2 separate regions of the Alosa sapidissima genome follow, and region 1 is linked to region 2. The links are chromatin contacts, called in public Hi-C maps. All regions are on one chromosome and are shown on one strand. Each heading gives the region's core, a stretch centred on a gene start, on an enhancer-like site or on the middle of the called end of the contact. The rest is flanking DNA. Distances are from core to core; before and after follow the strand shown.

Region 1 (2,700 bases), core at 174-2,673, 170 kb after region 2:
CTGAACAACGAGAAACGTCATCCAGACTGGTGTGTGGTTTTTTATTCTGAGACGTTGAATCTAACAAACAAAGAGAAACTCTGTCAGAAACATAGGTAATAGACCCAACTATATACATTGGCTGATTCGCCGAACAAATGTCTGCAGACATTTAGGCTACGACAGGCAAAAGTAACAGACGTCCACGCTCTACAATATACAGCTACAATGTAAACATGCTACCACGCTCGTAGACAGAATCAGTTCCGATAGTCTCGTTTACAAACGTAGCACAATATCAGAACTCAGCCTCATTTTGCATGTATTCGCTCTTAAATAAATGACATTTGCTAAAAAAAAAAAAAAAGTTAGCGATCTCTAACTGAAATGTCCTTACCGTGGCATGCTGGCCTTTTCCTCTGCCCATTGCATTGGTCTCTTAAATCCATTTGATTTTCAGACCTGTCATCCTTCTCCTCCGAATGCTTGCAGGGTGCCACTACCACACAGTTATGATTCCCATTCAAATCCACATTTGTATTCCCTGAGGGGCAACTGTCCGTAACGTCACTCGCTGATCTGTAAAAAATCGGACTGTCATCCACTGTCATCCAACTGTATCTCCCGTTCGGGAGCGGTTTGTGACTTGAAAAATCGAAATTCCATCTCGCCGAAGCCGCCTCTTCCATCTCTTGCAAACGTCCCTTTAAATCCTTCTTTAACTCTTCGTGATCCACCTGACCGAAAAGGCTTCTGCAGGCTGTAGATTTCGGGTTATCCGATAACCTAGCATCCATCCGTCCCAAAGTTGGACTCCCATTTGAAAGGCGAACATTGGACATTTTTCCTTCTTCAGAAAAATAGACAATACGATGATTTAACCTCAGCCCCACGCAAGTCCTCCTGGGTCACGTTCCAAAACAGACGTAAAATAAGTGATCATCCAAAACGCATGCATGCCATGCAAAAACCCAAATCGCTAGTAATAACGGCCAATGTGGAAACGCCAGAAGAAGTAATCTCCACGGATCATCAAAACAAAGTGCAGTTGCAAGAGCCACTCCTGTCAATTTCGTGTCGTAGTAAGAGGGTAGAGGGAAATAACAGACAAGCCTTTTCAGTGCCCAATATGGCGATTGAAGGAAAGGCTTACTGGAGAGAAAATGATTGACGTGGCTATTTAAACCAAAGAAAGATGTTCATTGGGTGAAGTCTAAAAGCCCGCCCACAACAACTCTTAAGGTGTTACTTAACACATTCATTCCGTATGTATAACCGCGACAGAAAAAGATGACCTTTGACTGAAAAAAGGCCTTTTAGACTGAAAAAGAAGAGAAACAAATTATTAAACAACAATTATTGTAGAGAAAAATCGGAGAAAATGTAACAATTTCGTGTTGGCTGAAGTATGGCACAACTCTGACTTGCAGTTGACTCTGGTTATATCCACGGATAACAATCTTCTATTATTGTTTTAAATTTTAAAAATATGTTCTACATGAACCAAATGATAATATGAGTCCTTACACTCCGTCCTTAACGCATTTAAATAATTGTCTTATTTATCTTAAAAAGTACACATTTAACCAAAATTCCACCTTAATAAGCTATACTATTTTGGAAGAATAAACTGAATGAGCTTTGACTCCAACCAACAGTGATGAGAAGTGTTTTGTTTACGAATGCTCATGCAGATAATAGGCTACCACTAGGGCGCCAATCGACGCTCACGTGTGGGCAAAAGCTCCTTTCTTACAGAATAAATTGCGATGTTCGGAAATGATCATAATAAGTGTGAAGCTGAAAACACTATAGCCAACACTTTGCATAGGCAGGATGCTTGTCAACACTGAAAATTACCCGCTGCAGTTGGGTAATAAAGTCGCGTAGAAGTGTGACAACACTCAGAAAAAAATTTTGGCAAGCTACTGACGATGTGCCATATGTGACTATCAGAATGAAGATATTTAGCAATGCAGGAGTGGTAAAACACGTGTCAATAAAAAACGAGCCCGGTAGCATCTGGTGAAGAGTTAAAGCTCATTTTAGTTGGCAATAGGCCTACTTTTCTACATTTATTTTCGTATGCCATCCAACGCCCATGTATATTATATGTGCCTATCTGTGTTCCGTGCCACTTGCAGCCTCCATTATGTTCATACTTCGAAATATAGACCATTTATAAAACCCAGCCACAACAAATGTCATGCAATTGAATGAATTTGAACATGTATGTCTCTTGTAGAGATGAATACTAAAACCTCAACTTTACTGCTGCATATTCAGCCAGCCCCTGCCCTTAAGCTCTCAATGCATTATCTCCTGGTGGAGAATGAAAAGTATAAAGGCTAGGCCTACTGGAGCAGGAAGACATATGTCTAACGTTAAATCTGAACTTAATGTGTGGTAACATTTAATTAATATCAGGTCCTGGCAATATGTTATTATATCTATCTGTCTATAAGAAAATGTGCCAAGTCTCCATCCACTGTTTTGTACGACATTCTTGTACGACATTCGGCTAATCAAGGGAGAAGTTCCGTGGGATCAATCAAAACTGCAAAAATGCGAATATGTGACTAAACCATCAAGCACCAGTTTCCATCAATTTCATCCACGTTATTGCTTATCCCACCCACCTGCGCATTAGATTAAATGCGAATTTCAAGTGTTTTTCCAGTCAGGATTTCTATTTTGAATGGTCGAAATGCGAATTAAAAA
Region 2 (2,700 bases), core at 134-2,633:
ATGAGTCATGAGTAGGCCTGCATGCGTGCATTAATATATTTCACCCATTGAGCGAGGCAAGAGTTTGTTAATAACACCATTTTGGCAGATCTGACCCCCCCCCCCTGCTCGTGGGCTTCTCAGTGACAGCCATTGTTTGGGTCTATGACTATCCAGTTTGGCAGAGAAACTTAATCTATGGGACAGAGCCATGGCAAAGGCTGTCAGCACATCTGCTGCCCTCAACGACAGACATGTGCTGTGGAGCTGGCTCCTGTTTCGGTGCTGCCTTTGGCTCACAAAGACATGTTTCCTATCACTCTACCAAGCAACTGTTAGCCACTTTTCCAGCGATGGATCGCTGCCTTTAAGGGAAAGGCTTGACCTTATTAACTGGGTATTTGACTCCACCATATAATTGTGTGTCTCATTTGGTTAGTGAGGCCTGCCAAGGGGACCAGACTTGGTATTCAAGTGCCATTACATCTAGCTGTGAGGGAAATGTAATGATGTAAATTAATAACATTGTATGTGCTGTGTCATAACTATCTCTATTTTCAGTTATTCCAGATATTATGGCCATCTTTGCTATTCACAACACACACAAGGACCCCATCCATTTAGAACTGAAATGGGAACTTATTCATATGCTTTCACAATGAAAGCTTTCTTTATAAATGGAATCAAACACTTCATTTTAATAACACAACCATGGTCACATTACTGTCCATGCAACACATAAACCTACAGCAAGTTAACAAGAAAACTGTACTAACATTCACGTCAGGTGTCCAAATTACAGCGTTAATCCCCTCCATGTCCGTCTTGCAATATTGATGGTATGGAATCACTGTGGTGGTTTATCTGAGCCTTGATGAGTATCATGCCCTTTACTTAAAAAGTACAACGTGTATCTCTTCACCAGGTATTGGGTGGAGGTGATTGAGTCATAGGAGGTCTAAAATTTCTTTTTTGACTGCTAAGACAAAGAAGATAATTAGTTTAATCTTTCCAAATCTGTATGCTTTTGTAGGCCTGAGTGTTCAGAAGAGGCACTTTTTTTTTTTTTGCTTTTCAGATAACTTCCTAAATGGTGAGTGAAGTAGATTTATTCAGGCTAGGATCTGTAGGATTTGGATTGATGATGGATTTTGTTTTGATTTGTTTCCCGGCTTTCCCCCCTCCGCTCCTCTCCAGGTTGTTCTGTCCGTGTGATTCGGAGCTCATCGGACCATCTGCGTTTGCACGCCCCCCCTGTGATCCGTGTGTGGTGTGGTGCGGGTCAGCGCAGCTCCAGACCCGTCTCTGCCCTCCGTGATGGGCAGCGTGGCGGAGCGACGGGGACGCCCGGTACACATGCTGTCCCGCGGGCGTAGGCTGAGCAGCGGTGGTGGCGAGGGAACAATGACCGCCACGGCCGTGGTCAAGGCCTCGGGACCCAACGGCCACGCCAGCGCCCTGCTTAGCCCCACGCGCAGCGCGGCGGAGGCAGGGGCCACTGACAGCACGCGCTACTCTCCTGTTTCACTGGAACTGGACCCCGCGGTGAATAATGGATCAGGCATTCCCGACAGGGAGCAGAGTGACACAAAGGAGCGAGCCTTGCAGATCGACAGCCAGCCCGCCTGCAGCCAGCCCGGCGAGCCGCGAGGGGTCTGCTCACCCAAACACTTCCCCAGCCCCTACCTCACTAAGACTAGCATGCAGGGGGATGTCTACAACTTCCTAGAAAGACCTGTTGGATTGAGATGTTTCCTCTACCACTTCCTTGTGTGAGTAGCTACACCCCCCCCCCCCCCCCCCCCTCATTATGCAATTCCGTTATTTCTTCAGGTGTGGTTGTGTTGTCCAGTATCTAGGACAGTGAGGGCTATTGAATTACAGTAATTTATGTGAAATTAAGATCAATATTGAACTTAACCTTCAGATATGAAATGGCACCAGTTTCCTTCTCCACCCCAGTTCATCAGTGCAATCCTCTCAATGGCATTTGTGCACTGTCCATATTTAATCATTTACAATCAGATTGTTTTCATTATGTATTTTCAGTTAAAGAGAAAACAAAAATATGTCATAGATGTAGAGTTGACTTGTTTTTGCTTTGAATTGAATTTACTTTGATGCAACCATGTTTTGGTCTCCTAGCGAGCGTTTGCTTTGCTCTCATTTTAAAGAGGCACATGTGTCAGCATTCCTGCTGGTGATTTAATTACAGCTAAGGAACACAGTGTAAAGAATATCAGTTTGTTCCCAGTAACTAAAGGAGAGACATCTTAGGTCTGGTCGTCTTGATGAGTCTAAGGCTCCACAAAGGAGGTCAACAAGATCCTGTTAAGCACAACTTGCTGCCTGTCTGACCACACCGCAGTCAAGAGATCAGCTGGCTCATGCATGAAACATTTACTTGTGACATGTACGTTCGAGTTCAAGCAGGAGTTTGTTTTAAAGAATTAATTGCACTTACATGCTAGATTGTACAATCTGCCCCTATGCATAAAACTGTGTCATGGTTTCAAACCATCTAATATCTGTCTATTGCAGGGGTGTCAAACTCATATTAAGTAGTGGGCTGGATTTGTTGGAATGAGACCTCGTGGGGGGCCGTCATTGTCATGGTCATTATCAATTTTCTGCATGGATATCATAGTGATTATTTGATGGTATCAAATATGAGCAAACAAGTACAAATAATGTACTGCTGTCATATACTGCTCTTTCTCT

The links. A called contact is a pair of places that touch in the nucleus more often than the background predicts.
Region 1: a Hi-C map of muscle shows a contact between it and region 2, with 3 times the contacts expected there. The contact joins the promoter of cdkn1bb here to the promoter of kcnq1.2 in region 2. A contact is called at or near these places in 2 of 2 Hi-C or Micro-C datasets (both in muscle).

Annotation. Positions count from the first base shown.
Region 1 is chr11:35,505,812-35,508,511 of fAloSap1.pri, forward strand. cdkn1bb (cyclin-dependent kinase inhibitor 1Bb) reads right to left here and starts at 1,424. Exons shown (of 3, transcript XM_042110504.1): 1 at 377-1,424; 2 at 1-60. The coding sequence starts at 821.
Region 2 is chr11:35,334,311-35,337,010 of fAloSap1.pri, forward strand. kcnq1.2 (potassium voltage-gated channel subfamily KQT member 1) reads left to right here and starts at 1,384. Exons shown (of 19, transcript XM_042111329.1): 1 at 1,384-1,751. The coding sequence starts at 1,384.